Regions from separate parts of the Mus musculus genome. Here region 1 is linked to region 2. The links are chromatin contacts, called in public HiChIP or PLAC-seq maps. All regions are on one chromosome and are shown on one strand. The core of a region is the stretch at or near the end of the contact, and the rest is flanking DNA. Distances in the headings are between cores, read along the strand shown. Region 1 overlaps LOC115485826 (a long non-coding RNA gene). Region 2 overlaps LOC105244170 (a long non-coding RNA gene).

What was found. HiChIP or PLAC-seq counts read pairs in DNA pulled down with a chosen protein or histone mark.
Region 1: a PDX1 HiChIP or PLAC-seq map of a beta-TC-6 cell line shows a contact between it and region 2, with 11 times the contacts expected there. The contact joins two enhancer-like sites. A contact is called at or near these places in 1 of 15 datasets of contacts at CTCF or cohesin (embryonic stem cells), 16 of 484 Hi-C or Micro-C datasets (cerebellum, embryonic stem cells, granulocytes and 1 more) and 1 of 115 datasets of contacts at active chromatin or transcription factors (a beta-TC-6 cell line).

The regions. Positions count from the first base shown.
Region 1 is chr11:55,971,761-55,976,113 of GRCm38.p6, reverse strand. The region is part of intron 1 of LOC115485826 (a long non-coding RNA gene); the gene reads right to left. Among named protein-coding and RNA genes, the nearest start is that of Nmur2, 67 kb to the left of the region's middle. Within about 2 kb of position 1,348, at least 19 of the 459 cell types and tissues checked have an H3K27ac peak or open chromatin away from gene starts, as enhancers often do.
Region 2 is chr11:55,857,653-55,862,120 of GRCm38.p6, reverse strand. All of the region lies in intron 1 of LOC105244170 (a long non-coding RNA gene), which reads right to left. Among named protein-coding and RNA genes, the nearest start is that of Nmur2, 180 kb to the left of the region's middle. Within about 2 kb of position 2,715, at least 1 of the 459 cell types and tissues checked has an H3K27ac peak or open chromatin away from gene starts, as enhancers often do.

The DNA.
Region 1 (4,353 bases), core at 99-2,598, 120 kb before region 2:
ATGATATGTTTTTTAAGTTCTATTTTTTCTGTGCACATAAATAAACACAGACATGTATGATAAGTTTTTTTAAGTTCTATTTTTTTCAAATTCTAAATTTGTAGGAACAGTATAAGACATTTTGTTCTGTAAGCTAGTTGTTACTGCCCCATTGTCTATGATTAGAAATAGGTATAGACTGTTATACAGAAATTCTCACACAAGCAAATATTAAGGACTAATGAGTAAATCATGTTGGGGCTAGAGGGGCAAGGGGAAAGGCAGTGGAGTATTTATGTTTACATTGTTCAATTAGTAAGTCAAGTGTTTGCCAATGTCCTCCTGCCCAGCACTGGACTGTGGTTTGAAAGCCAGTTCCATTCTCAGCCAGGCATTTTGATTTGGTTCCACACACTGGATCAGGAGGAAGGAACAGGAGCTGAAGAAGTTTCGTTTATTGTTCTTGGTCCCTGTATAACTGTATTTAGAGCTAGTGCTAAAAAGAGCAGTCTGCTTCCAAGCCACTCTTCTCTCGGTGGCCAAGGTACACCTCGGAAACATGGGGCAGGAGAATCTGCAGCAGGGACTCAAATTCAGGATCACTAGCTAGAGTAAGAGAAGAGTAAGACGCTGCCCTGTAAGAAACCAGACCACCCAGAGTCACTTTGTCACAGGATCAAGCAAAGCTCAGAGGAATGGGGTTACCAATGGTTCAACACAGAAAAGGAACCTCCATTAGTGGTGAAATAGTCTTGGTTCTTATCCTGTCTGAGCCCCTGACTCTCCTATGCTCTCACTACTTTTAGAGATAGCCTCTCTGTGGCCACACTGTTCCCACCAGGACGTCCAGAGGCTGACTGGAGCAATGATCCTAACTTTGCTGCATCCTGGAATCTATTGGAGATTTCAAACAGCACTGTAGTCTGGTCTAACGTCAGTCATTGGAAAAACGTCATGGAGGGTGAGGCTTCTAGTTTGAGCCAAACATTCAGTGCTTCCCAGGTGACTCTACTGCACAGAAAAGGTTAAAATCACTACTAGCCCAGAAGTTTCCTTTGACTTTTTTCTGACCCAATAGCCTATTGTTTTACCCTGGGCCACAGCTTTTTCCAAACCCCAGTATGATTAAACAAACAAACAAACAAAAACAAAAACAAACAAACAAAAAAAACCAACCAAGAGGCTAGGGGTTGTCTGTCTGTCTGTCTGGTTTTTGTAATGCATTTGTGGACTGCAGTTCTAATGAGCCCATTTTCCAGGGTAAGCCCCTGACCTATCACAATGCACTCTGGACTATGCTAATCACTCCATTTACTGACAGCAATCCCTGTGCCTCATCCTCAGCATAATCACCAAACAGCTTTCAGCCTCCAAGCTCACAGTGAGGAGGGGTGTTCTGAAGGCAGAGCTGCCCAACCACTAGAACCAAGCTCATCCCTGGGCTGACAGATGGCAGAGGGAGGGCCCCTTCCGGAAAAATCCCAGAGCCGCTGCAGTATGCCGCTGCAGAGGCAGAGACAGGTTAAGATTGATAGTCCCCCATGCTGCAGAACTCCATCAGCCCAGCACCTCGTGACATCAGCAGTGGTGCCACTGGCCGTTATCAAGTCACCCCGGGGCACCGAAGATTGATTTCCAACCACAGAAATAACGCCTACCATCTCTAGGTACGTGGGCAGGGAACCAACTCTAAACCTAACTGTAATTTAGCATTCATTTGCATTTTTAAATTAGTTAGGCTGTGGACCGTTGCAAAGCAATGACAGAGAATTTTTATAATAATTAGCCTTGTGGGATAGGAGGAGGAGAGGTGGGAAATGGCTGCACTACCATTTCATTGGAAGAAATAGGAGAGTCCAGCATCTGGGGTCACCAGATCAGATGCCATGCTCCTGGTTCCCACTGACCTTGTGGACCAGGGCAACTTTCCCCAGACCTGGGCTGAACATTCAGGTCCATCTTTTCCCAATATCCCTGCACACCACATCCATGCAGGATCTCCTCGTGTTGGCTAGATGCCTCCACAGTCCCTTTCCTTTGCTTTCTTTAGGGCTGAATTCAGCTCATCTCTGTACAAATGCTCACCCAGGTTGTGTCAACACCAGGATGCGTCAGCTAAAAATAACTGACATTGATAGAGCTCTCGCCCATCTGCTAACACACTCCCATCCATTATAGCAAATGAGTCTCCTACCAGTCTTGGAGGAGGATCCTGGGCAGGATGGATCCAGGCTCTGTATCTTAGAGATGAAGATACTGAGGCAGGACACTCCAGGACTTGCTGAAGATCACACAGCTAGCAAAAGGGTATGCTGGGATTGGAATGGATGTCTCACCTCCAAAATCTCTACCCAGTTGTTGCCATTGCAGAACATGCTCTAAAGGGAATAGGGTTTGTCACAGCATCGCTGAAATGACTCAGAGCAAGCTATGGGACATACCACCATCTTCTGAGCACCTTGCCTAAGGGGGTAACACTCAGAAAAGAAACAGGACAAATATGACTTAGGAGAGCACTAGGAAAGCTGGCAATGGCCGTCTTCAAACAGCTGAAGGTTTTTGTGGGAACAGGAGATAAGCTTTTATGGCTTGGTCACCAAGGATTTATGAGGTGCTAAGATTTGGATGTAAAATGTACCCTCACAGGCTTGAACACCCAGTGCCCAGCTGGTGGCACTGTTAGGAAAGACTGTGGAGTCCTTAGAGGGCAGAGTCTCAGTGGAGGAAGAAGTGGGTTATGGGGGAGTGGGGTAGGAGGATGTACAACTCAGCCCCATTTCCAGTCTGTATTTTCCTTTTTCTGGCCATCAAGATGTTAAGTATCTCAGCTGCAAGATCCTGCTGCCATGAATTTGGCCATGTCTTCCCTTCCACACTGGTCTGTATCCTCATAAATCAAAAGGCAAAATAAATCCTTTCTCAACTTGCCCCTTCTCAGGACAGAGTAGGTACAATGAGGTACATTTCAAGTTGATGGAGGTGAGGGAGTCTGTACAGTTAAGAGCTATAAAGTCATGCCACCCAGACCCAAATCTCAGCCTTGTTACTAACAGGCTGACATGGGCCACGTTTGTGATTTTAAATTCCCAGAATCCTCATTTATAACAAAAGAAACAATAATGGTTACTGTATAAAGTTGTCAGTACTGGCAAATAAACTGATATAAAGTTAATAATTATTCAGCAAATAATGAGTGGATATGACAGTTGATGAGTTATACGATTATGCCCTATACACCCAAGGAGAAGTATACTCATGTCACCCAACAAATCTAGTAAATACATGTGCTATCTGGACCCTTGATAAAGAGTTGGAGAATTCTTAATTGGAATAGGAGAGATCTACAGTAATTCTTTCTAGTCCTGAGTTGGAGAGATAGCTCAGGGATCCATGTCTGGTGGCAAAACCACCTGAAACTCCAGTTCCAGAGGATCCAAGATCATCTTCTAGCCTCTGAGGGCTCTCCATACACATGTGTGTGGGTGGGTAGGTGCACAGACATGAGCACCCACACACAGAGACACACACACACAAACACATGCATGTGCACACGCATATGCACACACAATAGATAGATAGATAGATAGATAGATAGATAGATAGATAGATAGATAGATAGATAGATAGATAGATTTTTAAAACATCACTTCCTGCCATAAAGGACCCTTGAAAATGGCTACTAGTGCATTAGTTCTTTTCAAATCAAGGAGAAGACTCATGTTGGATGGAGTGACACGTGTCCAGACTGAGGGGACGCTGTTACCACACAGAAAATACTGTGTTTGTTCTAGCTGGTATAAAGAAGATGAAGGGGTAGTATAAGGATAGCTGGGAAGAGGACACAAAGTAGAGCTGGCACTTTAATACACACACAGCTAGGTGTTTATATATATATATAGTTGTTTATATGCTCCCAGAGAATCTGCAGATGAACTCTGTGAATTAGCAAATAAATTAAACAAGGTCACTAGATGTAATAAAAACCCACACAGTTTGGTTATAGTTTCATGTACAAATAACATTTGAAATGAAAATTTTAAAGTTAAAAGAATCTAGTATTTATAATCTAAAAAGCTACCCAGCTCCTGGGAACACTTGCTGAAATATGAAACATCAATGAGCTTCTATTCTAAAACTATAAAATAAGATTGATGAAACAGAAGTAATCTAATTAAATAAAAGTCTGTGTCCACAGGTTAGACATACTGGTATATCATTATAACGTAACTCCATCCCAGATGGATACACAAGTTCTATATAATTCATTATATTTCATCATATGATTTTTATGCAAAATGAAAATCTAATCCTAAAATGTATCCAGGATCCACAAGTTCTATATAATTCATTATATTTCATCATATGATTTTTATG
Region 2 (4,468 bases), core at 1,466-3,965:
CCCCAAGTTCAGTGAGACACCCTGACTCAAAAAATAAGGTAGAAAGAGCTTAAGGAAGATACCCAAAATCAGCCCCTGAGCTACCCCCATATACCTGTATTTGCACATATACATGCACACATATGTTTACACACATCCAGGCAAATCTCACCTTGTTTAGGATGCTTGATGCTAGATGACATCATTTAAACCTATGTACTCAAAATGGCAAGCCGTCCTGTTATTTTCTACTTTACTGGTAGGTAAAGAGAGTATTTCCCAAGTTTGTACTCTGGGATAGTCGGGTTCACTTCCCACCAACGTCAGAACCACAGCTTTTCAGCCCCATCCTCTCTACATTCAAGCTACAGATTATGTCAAGCAAGGCTGGGGAGTATTAAAATAATAACTAGATCACATAGATAATACAAGGGGTATCTTTATCAAAGTCCTTTATCAACATATATTGACTAGACACTAAAGTGTATTTCATTATGGAATGTTCATACTTTGATGTTATGTGTCTTGATCGCATTCAAACCCTATTACCCTTTCATGAGATCCCATACAACCTGCTAATCTTCAAGTGGTTAATGGCTGGAGGTAAAGAGGTCAATTTGCCTTCATTAGTCTAGTATGGGGAACAGAGGCAGTCCCAGGTGGATGTGTGTTGTTGATGTGGGCACAGCCGTGTCAAAGGCCAAAGCTTCAAGCCCATGGGAAAATGTCAAAGCCTTCCCTCCTGGTCAGAGTGGGAATATGTGGGCCGTGTGCAGAAAGTATTCACTGTAGCTTTCTCTCAAGGGATGTTTGCAGCCCTCAGACTGCTCCCCTACAGAGAGTGCTCCTGCCAAGATTAGCTAGACCTGCCTCCTTGTTCAGCTATATATTAAATACTCTGCACTTCCAGGGATGGGAAGTTTCAGGCTTGCCTATCAGAGAGCCCTGCCCACCCAATTTCTGCTTTTCTATGTCTGTTTTTCTGTCATTTCTTCAATTGCTAGCTGACCAAGTCAGATCCATCTTGCAAGGTCATGCAAGGATGGGGCAGTGTGACTACTGGCCTGCTGCCCGTGTTTCTGTAAACAACACCTCACTCATGTCCTTATATGTAACCCTACTGGGATCCATTGAGTCACACAACAACAAAAGACCTTAAGAGACAAGCTGGGGGACATAGAGGCTTCCAGAAGAAGAAATCCCAAACCCCACACTGCTCATGCAGTTGATATCTGTCATTCAAAGAATATACCAACCCTCAAAGAAGAGGAGTCCTGTCTAAAGCTATGAGACTTCAAGGCAGAGTGAGCTTATTTCGAGGGCAGAAAATCACAGGGCAGGATGAGCTGTGGTGTAGAGTGGGCTCTCTCACCTTCAGTTCAGTCCTCAGAGTGACCCTGGCTCACCTTCTTCACCCAATGTTTGTTCTTTTCTTTCTTCTCACTCTACAGTGACTACCATCAAGGGTGTGAAGGTCTAGGGTGAGTGGCTGCACACTTTCACCCTTGTATCATTTTGTGTGTCTTGTCATGCATCGGTGGAGAATCTTGTGTGGGTGTGGGTGTTGGCATAGAACAGGAGCAAGCTGAGCTGATGGCTGTATGATTTTGGTTGTGACCGATTTATAAAACATGCTGAATAAGCCTCCATGGCTAATTTGATGATTTCACTGAGATGGCAGGGAATTAGCTGGAGACAGAGGCTGATAAGAAATGCCTGGAAGAGCGTCTCTATTTCACCCTGTAAAACAGATGGCAACGTTACCTCCAACAGTGAAGACAAGGCTGTGAGATCAGGGAGTTAAGGACTTTAAGGACAATAGCATGGGCCAAAAAGTTTACCAGAATAATGAGAGACTCAGGGCAAAGAAAAAGAGGATCCAGAAATGCATGGTAGACAGAGGTTGAAGGGTTAGTAATCAAGCTGTTTGGGAATGGAGACAAATAGGTAACCGGATGTGGCATCTTTCTCTGTAGTTCCAGGACACCTCACCAGCATGGGGACTACATCCATATAATGGGGTTCAGACTCAGGAAACCAGGTTCCACCTCCTATACTTACCAGCTATCCTCAACTCTTTTGTCTCTGCTTACACTGATGGAATTATTCTTTTTTTTTTTTTTTTTTTTTGGTTTTTTGAGACAGGGTTTCTCTGTATAGCCCTGGCTGTCCTGGAACTCATTTTGTTGACCAGGCTGGCCTCAAACCCAGAAATCCTCAGACCAAGAGCATTCTGGAAGAGGCTCACCCTCCTCACACCCTCTATGTATTGTCTTCCCATGTGAACCAGAAGCACAGTGGGTAAGAACTTGAGTTCTGACATCAGACAGCTTGGGTTCCAACTTCAGCTCAACCTCTCATAAGTGGCAGAACCTTGGTAAGTCACCAAGGATCTATCAGCCACAGGCTCTGTATCTATAGACCAGAGAGTCCACTTAATAAAACGGCTCTAGAGTCTAGATAAAATAGCCCAGATCAGCTGCCATAACCAGGTAAATTCATTATAGCAATGATTTTAGATTGGAATGCAAGGCAATTGTTTGGGTTTTGCCTTAACTCAAGAGAGTGTGGTAAGAGCTTAGTAGAGGGAACCAGAGAGAAGGCAGAAAGAACACGAGCCACAGTGAGCTGGAGGCTGGTCTCCCCCCCCCACCCCCATTCCCAGTAGTGCCTGAGGAGAGGCTGCTTGCCAGGGCCTTTGGGTCTAGAAATCTCCAACGTAATTGAGAAATATGTTCCTCATGCATTCCTAATTGGAGCACGGCAGATGGCAGCGGTGTTTGTTTAATGAAATATGTCCATTCGATTAAGCTTGGGCATTGGGGATTTAGGGCTTCAATGCAATTTCCGTTACTACCCCTCCTTCTGGGAGACAAGGGTAGTTTCAGGGATTTTAATGAACTTGGATCGAAGGTTGGAGAATGAACAACGGTACTGGAGTGTAGAAACCTGAAGCTGAGCTTGTGAAACTGTGGCTCTATCTAGTGTCCCTTGTGATGAGTGGCCATTGTGGTTTCTCTTGGGTAAGTCTGGGCTTAGGTGGAGCAGAGGGTAAATTTACTCAGATGAATAAACCAGTCCAGAGTGATCAGAACCCTCACTAGACTGCAGAGTAGATGTTTCCTCAAAATGCACCCCTGCACAGAACTTGAGGAGACGGTTCAGATATGATGTGTCTGTTGTGCAGGTGTGAGGTTCTGCACTCAGATTCAGAAAACCCCAATCCAAATCCTGTCAAAGTGGTACACGCCTGTAACCCCAGTGTCAGGAAGAGAGAGACAAAACGATTCTGCGAGTTTATTGGTCAGCCAGTCTGGTTAATCAGTGGATGCCAGGTTCAGTAAGGGACCGAGTCTTAAAAAATTAAGACGATCAACAATAGAGCTCTCTCAGTGTCTATTCTGTGCACACATACCCACATGAGTGTGGACACACATACACAAAGAGTAAAACTCCTCCCATTGTCTTTTTAGAAAGGTGAGGGTGACTTGTAATTGCCTTTTCCCAGGTGTGGTCTGCAGCCTGCACTTGTTTCTCCATAAGATATAAGTTCAACTACATAGCCAAGGAGTAAACTGAGAGCCTTTATGAACATCTTGAGCATCCATCCTCATCTCCATCTCTAATGCTAATTTTACCTTAAATTCACCCACATGGCAGAAACCTCCTGTGATGTCTATTCCTGGTTGTCAACTTGACTACATCTGGAATGAACTACAATCCAGAACTGGAGGGCACACCTGTGATCCAGATCTTGAGGCATAGTGGCAATAAAAACTTAGGCCCAGGCAAGGTAGTACATGCTTTTAATCCCAGGAGACTGAGGCAAGCAGATCTCTGAGTTCAAGACCAGCCTAAGAAAGAGCAAGTTCTATCCAGGCATGGTGGTATACACCTTTAATCTGGGCCATACCTTCTGTTGGAGGCCTACAGAAGGAAGATTCACTCTTCCTCATCTGCTTGCACTTACTTGCCAGCACATCTGTTGGAGCCTACTTCTTCAGGATTCCAGGTTAAATAGAAGGCCAGCTGAATCAACTAGCCTCATGGGACTAAGAAACTACTAGATTCTTAGAATTCCCATTCACAGCTTCCCGTTGTTGGATTAGTTGAACTACAGACTCTAAGTCATTAGGATAAATTCCCATAATATATACAGGCATTCCATAAGTTCTGCGACTCTAGGGAATCCTGACTAATACATCCACTCTCCATACTTTAAAAATAAGCTTTACTGCTGGTGTCCTGCATTGTATGGGGAAGACTTTGCCCTTCTAACCAAGACTACTGATAGTTAGGTCTCTCTTCTAAAGTATGATATACTCGCAGATTTCCCATGTCTCCAATTCTAAAACCCAGATGGAAGCACAAAAGATCCAATCCAAGTAGAAATAGCAATGTTGAAAGTATCACAATAATTGTCTTCAAATTATACCGCAGAGCCATAGTGACACAGATCAATGAAATTAGAACACAAGACCCAGCAATA